2 separate regions of the Sus scrofa genome follow, and region 1 is linked to region 2. A link is a contact called in public Hi-C data. All regions are on one chromosome and are shown on one strand. Each heading gives the region's core, a stretch centred on a gene start, on an enhancer-like site or on the middle of the called end of the contact. The rest is flanking DNA. Distances are from core to core; before and after follow the strand shown.

Evidence for each region. A called contact is a pair of places that touch in the nucleus more often than the background predicts.
Region 1: a contact with region 2 is called in a Hi-C map of liver, with 4 times the contacts expected there. The contact joins the promoter of CHST11 here to the enhancer-like site in region 2. A contact is called at or near these places in 1 of 5 promoter capture datasets (fetal skeletal muscle), 2 of 47 Hi-C or Micro-C datasets (embryonic fibroblasts and liver) and 1 of 2 datasets of contacts at active chromatin or transcription factors (alveolar macrophages).

Annotation. Positions count from the first base shown.
Region 1 is chr5:80,066,389-80,070,343 of Sscrofa11.1, reverse strand. CHST11 (carbohydrate sulfotransferase 11) reads left to right here and starts at 1,441. Exons shown (of 3, transcript XM_021092627.1): 1 at 1,441-3,073. The coding sequence starts at 2,956.
Region 2 is chr5:79,937,255-79,941,382 of Sscrofa11.1, reverse strand. The region is part of intron 2 of CHST11 (carbohydrate sulfotransferase 11); the gene reads left to right. Among named protein-coding and RNA genes, the nearest start is that of CHST11, 130 kb to the left of the region's middle. Within about 2 kb of position 1,887, at least 12 of the 83 cell types and tissues checked have an H3K27ac peak or open chromatin away from gene starts, as enhancers often do. A contact at or near this core is called in liver, where this site is marked.

The DNA.
Region 1 (3,955 bases), core at 192-2,691, 130 kb before region 2:
AGGCAGCTTTCCACTGACATTTCTTCAAAATGCAAAATATCATATCTCCTTTCTCCTCAGTCTTAGCGTTAACCCTGTCCTTTATCTGGTCAATGTAGAATGCATAAAAGATACAACAAAGTTTTGTTAGGTTAGGACTGGAAAGAAAGCAATGGTGGTACTAGTGGTTGGGAGGTTTATTATAGTGTGACAAGGAGACAAGAAATAGAACTTTTACCCCTAATGTGCACAGAATAGAATTGCAGATCATTACCACTGCCCAGGACCATGCACTTTAGAGGGGATCTACTTTAAGTTCTTAGCCCAAGAAGGCATCGCCTCTCCATCTCAGACTTATTTGCACCCACCATGTGCCAGTCGCTCTGTTGAACACTAGAAAGAAATGGAGATGAATAAAACGCAGCTCAGTAGGTACAGGGATCCAAGAGGGGTTTGGACCTACTGCTCAGAGCACAGAGGAGGAAGGAGGCCACTTCAGGAGAGAAATCAGGGAAGGCTTCTTGGAAGAGGTGGTAGTTCACCTGTCAGAACCTTGTCCCTCACTTTATGTTTGGGCCTATTCCTGACTGTGCGAATGCAGGAGTGGATGCTGGGCACAGTTCAACATCCTTCCTCAGCAGGCGGGCCCCAGCTCAACCTTCCAAGACCTACCGGGGATTCGGCTTCTGACCTCTATCCTTGACCCTGTGACTTCCTAGACTGCCTTATGTATATCCAGGCTTTTCTACAGGTACAGTGTCGTCTCCGCCCTGGCAAAACCAGGCGTTAAACAAGAGCCTGACATGCTAGGCCAAGCACTGTAAGTGCCCACCTAGGTGTGCGCCCTGTGAGGAATCCCTGCCTTGGTCAAGGATGGGGAGGATGGGCTAAGCACCGCTCTCATCCTGATCTCCTGGGGTGCGGGGCTGGGGGTGGAAGTGGGGGGAGGGGGGTCACTGGAGAATGAGTTTGCGCTGGATCTTGTTCAGCTTGGCTGCCTTTAGTAAGCAGCTCATTCACAAGTGAGCACAAATTAATACAGTACAAACCGGCTGCATAAATATTATGCTGTAATTGATTGTCTTCTGTAATCAAAGGCAAGGCTGCTGACTTTGTTACTTTCCCTGCCTTGCAACCGCTGGAGGAAGACTAGGGGAAGGGAAGTGAGGGTGTAGAGATGGATTTTGCGGCAGGTATCTGTTTGCAAGTTGTGTCTCTGATGTAGTGAGAGGAGGATACGGCCCATTACATCCAGATTCAATAAGTATTTATCAAATGCCTGCTCTGTGAGAGGTACTGAAAGACACATTATCTTCTTTCATTATTGAGTTAATAGTAGTAAAGATTTGATAACATGTGCAAGACTTGATGGTCTTTACAATAACTTTTTTTGGGGGGTAAATATTGTTGGAATTTCAATAATCCTTTAAAGACACGGTGTAAAGTTATAAGGAAAATAAAAGGATTTTATTTTATTTACAGCCTTCTCGCTTAGCTTACAGAATTCACAAAGGACGGAACAACAAGATCTTCCATTCCGGGTAGATAACCACTTTTCTCCAGCTAGTACCAGGGAGGTGTGACCTGCCTCCACTTTGATGTCTAAACAATCGAAATGCACTGGAGTTGGCATTTTTAAGTCACTTCACACAACACACGAAAGCAACGCCATCTTTCCATTTACCTGCCAATGGCTGGTCGTACCGGGAGGAGTGACCTCGTGGGGCATCCGCTGCCCCCACCTCCACCCCCCCTCCGCCAGGACTCTCTGCCCTTTGGAGGATTTGGAGGGAGCTCTCCCCTTTGGGAAAGCAGACTTCGACAATTCACCAAAACCCCTTTTACTCTGCGGAGGAGAATGAGTGTCAGAGGCCGCCTAAATCCCCAGGAAAGCTCAGCCCTCGCCCGACCCCTTCGAGTTCTGCAGTTTTCCTAACCTTGACCTGAAGTCAGCCGTCTTTAACCCCTTTCCAAAACGTCGCTCGTGCTGGGCTGCCGTTTGAAAGGAAAAACAAAACAAAACATCCAAACCTGAAACCGCCCAATTCGGAGACTCGGGGAAAGGGCACTCGCTCCCTGGGGGCTCGGAACCACTTCCCGGCTACCCTACCCAGGGATTTTAAATTATCCCGAACTGCTGGACCCCTTCGCGCTTCCCGTGCCCTAAACCGCTCCCCGCCACTTCCGTCTTCACACGCCGGCAGGAGGAGGTGGCAGCACAGAGGCGATTTTATTCGTATTTTTTTCCTCCGGGTTTTGTCATGGAAACGCTGACACACAACCTCCAGACGGCCGCGGGGCCGGCCGGGGACTGAGGGCTTTTGGGACCCTGCGGGAGCGCGGCGCGCACTCTGCACTCCCCGGGAAACAGCTGGACGCGACCAAATCCCCGGTAGGGGCGGGGGGAGCGCGACGCTCCGCCCCGGCGCTCGGGTCCCTCCCTCCGCCCGGCTCTCCGCAGGCGCCCTCCCCTCGCCGGGGGCTGCGAGTTGCATTTGGTAAAACCCAGCCCCGGAATATATAGATCATTGGAGCGCAATGAAGTAGCCTGTGGAGACGAGGGAGGGGGCCCGTCCGACAACCACAGAGGCCGGCGCAGAGGCAGCGGCAGCGGCAGCGCGGCTGCACCACCATCACCGCTCGCACCCCAGCCGCCCGGCCCGCGAGGAGGCAGCGGCTGCCGCCGGCGGGAGCGGAGGCGGCGGCGGAGAGGCGAGAAGGAGCAGCAGGAGGAGCACGAGCGCGCAGCCGGCTAGTCCACGCATCTCCACTTCCAGAGCAACTCCGGCGCCTTCCACACCCTTGCCCAGGGCTGGGGGCTCCGAGAGCAGCCGCGGAGCCAGCCTGATCCTCCCTGCGAACCCTGCCGAGCCCTGCCCTGCGCCTCCCGGGCTCCGCTCGGCGCGGCGGGGTCCCCGCTCTTGCGCTCCGGGAGCGCCTCCCGGACACCCGGGTCCCCGCAGCCAGGACAAAGCCATGAAGCCGGCGCTGCTGGAAGTGATGAGGATGAACAGAATTTGCCGGATGGTGCTGGCCACTTGCTTGGGATCCTTTATCCTGGTCATCTTCTATTTCCAAAGTATGTTGCACCCAGGTAGGGGGCGCGTTAGCGTGGTTTTGTTGGATATTTTCTTCTCTCTCGCGCTTTCGCTCCCTCGCTCCGCCTGGCTTCTGCCTCTTCCAACCTTACCTCTTCTCCATGGGCCACCTCGGGGTTCCTTGATGACCGAGTCTGCCCACATCACCGGGTCGCGATGAGGAGGAGGAGGAGGAGGAGGAAAGATGTGCTTCCTTTTCTTCTTCCTCCCGGCTTCGGGCTGGAGGATGGGACCAGAGGGGTGGTAGTTTTTTGTTTTTTTCTTTGTGTCTCTTGTCTGTCTGCGAGGTAGCAGGGCAAGGTAGAGGCTGTAGGAAGCTGCCGGAGGTGGGGGATCGGTTTAAAGAGCACGAAACTCCCTCGCCGCTCCTGCCGAGATCTGAGGATGAAAGAGGCGCCGGGTGCCGGCCGCTCAGCGCTCCAGCACGCTGTCTGTTACTGGCTGGAGGGCCGGGGGTGAAGGGTGCGCGCCCCGGAGAGGTTCCGAGTCCCCTCCTAGAACTGGGCAGCCCCCGGCTAGGCTCCCACGTGTCCTGGGCTTGGCACAGCACTGAGCAGGTTGGGGAGAGGTTGGGTGCCTGGCTCTGCCCTTCCTCCAGGCTGGGGAAGGGGCACGGCCTCGGCTCTTTGCCCCCGGGTTCGGCTACGCCTTGACCTTGCGGTGGTGCCTCGGGGCCTGCACCCTCCCCCATAACCCCTTTCCCCCCTCTTCTCTGGGGAGACTCCGAGCTCTTGGGTCGCGCCGCCATAGTTTGGGAGGAAACTTTGGCCAGGTCCTGGGCTGATGGTCAGGTTGCAAACCCCACTCCAAGGTTTTGAGCATCGAGTCCCCTAGCGCCCTCCGGTCCCCGTGGGAATGAGCCCTCTCCCCACCGTCCC
Region 2 (4,128 bases), core at 638-3,137:
ATGCAACTTTCAGGACTTGGAAATTGCAGAGCCTACCAGGCTGGGCAGGCTCCCCTTGGCACTCCTAAAGAAGGCTCACATGGGGGTGAGCTCCCCACCCAGTTCCCACATGTGATCGTCAGAGCCCAGCGATGCTCCCAAGAGTTCCACCTCACTGTGCCAGTGTGACAGGACCTCCTTGTGTGGGGAGACTTTTTGCTAAGTGGCTATCATGTAAGTGGGAGTTGATTATGCAAAGAGGGCCTCTTGGAGCAAAACAAGCTCCAACCAAGGCAAGATGTCCTCCTTGGAAATCCAGGAGCAAAGGAAGAAGGCCTGGTTGCCATGGTGATGGCCTCATTGGTGTGTGTGGGTCTTTCTATGGGAACTCGAATTAATTTACGATGCCTAGAACTGGTGGATGAACACCTAGTGGCCCATGAGCTGTCCTTTGATAGCTGTTGAGAAGGGGGAAAAAATGCACTGCTTTGTCTCTGATCTCTGAGCTGTATTTTGTATCAAAGTCTTAATTTAGGATTTCTGTGGACTAAGGTGCTTAGAGGAAGAAACTGCTTGGTCCTCCAAAAATGCTGAATTCCCTGAAGTCTTGCAAAGGGATGAGCATGAGAACTTTCTGACTCAACAGCTCTTCCCCGGTCTCTCACCCACACTCCCTTCTGGAAAAATGGACTCCCGACTTGGTGCAAAATGGGTGGCCTGACCTCGTTAATTCACTCCCCTGCCAGCCCCGCCAGCCCCACCACGTGGGATGAGGCCTGATTAGCCAGGTTATTACAAACTCAGATTGCCCGAGGCCTCCTTTCCTGGGCTTTCCGGTGACTCAGCAGGGAATTTGTGTTTAGGTTCCCAAATAATCTGAGTTATGAGAGGCCAGTCTCCCAGCCTGTTCACACACTGGTCCTAGGGAGGTGGCAAAACCAGCTTCTGCAGAGAGGATTTCTAGCAGCCGCGTTGAAAACAGCACAGGCCGCTGAGATGCGCACCACCCCCCGTCTTTGAGGTGACCTCCTCTGTTCTTCAAAACAGAACTGCTGAAGTGCTCCTGCTTTCCTGAGGAAATTTTATGGGCAGCCTATGGTGTCATGGGAAGAGCTATTTCTGAAGTAGATGCTCCTCCAGACAGGAAATCTGTGGACTGTGTCTGCCGTGGTCACAGTTGTGTCCCCAACCCTGGCCTGTGGTGGGTGCCCCCGACATCTGTGATTGAAAGAATGAACGTCCAGCTCCAACGGGTTGTGCAGCCTCGAATACATGATGAGTCCTCTTCAGGGGTCAGCTTTTCCATCTCTCTAGAATGTTGGGAGGACGAAATGATTCTTGTGTGTCAGGGGCTAAGTAAACAGGATTCGTCATTATCACGTATGGTCATGAGAATAGCTTCAGTACTGGAAGCTTTGACTTTAGGGTCAGACCTGGGTTCAAAGCCTGGTTTCCTCATTGACCAGCTTTCGTGAGTGTGGGCAAGACACTTAACCCCTGAGATGCCTCCCTCCTTTATGATAGGGTGCTAACAATTGCGTGAGACGAGGGGCCTTGCTCCGTGCCTCCTATGGAGTCTGTTCGTTCTCAGATTCATTCATTCGTTCATTTCTTCATCTGCTATTATGAGTTCCCACTATATGCAGCACAGTGCCAGGCACTGGGCACCAAAGGGTGGGCAGGGGTTGTGTGGTGAGCCTTCCGTGTCTGGGTTTCCTTGTTAAGCCAGAGTTGACTTGAGTGGGTCACCTGGCGAGGGAGACCCTGCCTGGTCCCCTTGTCAACCAGTCGCAGGAGAGAGGAGCTTCCCGGGTAGAGGTCGTCTCTTTGAGTGGTGGTCTTGGGGGAGATGGCCATTTGGCAGGAGCCCAGGCTCTGGGAGGGGAGATGGGGCTGGAGAGGCGGCTCTGGAGCCGTCTGTGAGGGCGTAGCTGAGTGAGTCACCACCCTCATCCACAATGTCGTGGGCAAGATGTCTGGCCCCATTTGCTGGTAACCAGGAAAATGTCTCTGCAGGAAGATCACCCCGTTTCCTCAGGATGTTGTCCCGGGATGTTTTTTTCTTAGGCTGGTTTCCTTTACAAGCTGCAGTTATGTTCTCTTCCCACGCACGTTCCATCAGGGGCGCTTCTTGGAGACACCGTCTTGGTGATCTTCCGGGCTGCCGTGGGCCGGGGCGTTCAGAGCAGAGAAGGCCATCCCATTGAGTTGAGGAGTTGGGGTTTAGTGTCCACAAGACAGTTACAAACATCGCACCCGAGAGGGCCGCGCTGTGGTGTCTTGCGTTCCCGACCAGCCACGCTGTGGAAGCCGCTAAGCCTGGATGGATGTTATCACTGGGGCAGATGACAAACCCCGTAATTGCTAGAAACCAAACTACTCCCGGAGATGCCGTTTCCCCGTTTTATGCTGACTGGTTATTTGGGTTTGATAGATGATGGTGAAAACAGGAGCTATTTATTTTAGATGACAAGAAACCAGCATTACGGCAAGTAGGTACCGTCTTAGTTACCATGCACTGGTCCTGGATGCCGCGTCCTATCTAGATGCTTATAAATATCTCGTGGACTGCTTATGTCAAGCCCCGAGCTGTGTTTTACAGCCCCATTTTATGTATGGGAGAACTGAGGCCGAGGAGCTACAGCCACACAGCTGGTAAGAAGTGGAGTAAGGATTCAAACCCAGGACAAACTACAGATCCATTTATTGTCTTGCTGTGTTCACGGTCACCAGCAGAATTCTCTTGGCAGGGATTACCCCATCCAAAAAAAGAAAAATCACACCCAGATTTTCATTGGACAAAAGCTTAAAAGCTCCCTGAGGAAAATTGGCTATAATCTGATTTTAGTGTCCAAGTTTTTCTTATTTTAGTGCTTCGCAAACCCTTTAACCATTAAAACAACAATTGGCGAACAAAGAGTTTGGAGTTGATATTCTTAGAAAAACTGTACTCTGATGTCTTATAATTTTCCTGGTTCTCTGCTGTCTCCCTGGCCCCAAAATAAAACGTAATTGCTGATCAGATCAGCTCGCGTCAAGTCACCGAAAGTTCAGGAGTTGCCAACTGCATATTTGTGGGCCGAGCACATCTGCGGCCTGCCCGGCTCAGCTCAGACTGCAGGGCAGCGCTGCACTGTCAGCCATTAATAGGGCATAATTGCCCCTAAAATGCCAGCGAGGGTGGGACAGCTTGTCCCGCCTCACCCACCTCCCGGTCCTCTCGTGGGTTCCCTGAAGTCTTCCCAGCATCACTCATGTGGTTCAGCCCAGCCCGGCCTGCTTCTTTCTTTAGCGTTTATACTTGCTCTGTGATTACCGTGTTCCGAGAAGACAGAGGCTCAGCCCAGAGGCGGCCCAGGAGCTCCGAAGTGCTGAGTCTAGGAGGCCTCCCCGCATGCACCTTGGTCTGAGGGCTTTCCTAGGGGCCTCTGAGGGCCAGTCCATATTTCATTATTATAATAAGAAAATGGGACCCTTGTCGGTGCAGTTCAAGGTGTTAAAATACACTGGCTTCTCCATAGGTAGGCGCCGGGAGGGAAGGATGGAGAGAAGGCAGGTGATCAGGCAAGAAGGAAGGGGGGAGAAAGGAAGGAAGTTACTATGGATGGAATGTATAATACACGGCAGTGATGCCTTGGGGTGTTTTCCACGCACCTCTTGTGGAATCTTCACAGTAATCCTAGGAGGAAGGCATCTGATAAGCCCATTTTTCACATAAGTTAACGGGGGCTCGGGAGGGCTGGGCAGCTTGCCAGGGTCACACAAGCTTCTGAGTGGTGGTTTCGGATTGGTTTGACCTGGTGAGGTAGGAGGAGGGGAGCCTGTCCCTTTTATCTTTTCCGGGTAGGAGACATGCTTCCTTGAGGTTCTCTTTCATAGCGACTCAAGCTGAGATCTGGGATGTGCTCAGGATATTGTAAAATTCCCAAAGGCAGGGGCCACGGTTCATGGAATGGTATGGAATGCAGGGTAGATGTCCAGCAGACAATTGCAGATTTTTTTTTTTTTTTTCCCTCGCTGAACCTGATGTTTGGAGAGGGCTTCGTCTCCTGGGCTGGAGCCAGGCTCAGCCAGAGTCACAGCTTGGTGACATTTGGAAGTCAGGGGTCTCTGATTCAGTTTCACATTGAGAAAAGCTTGACCTCTCCA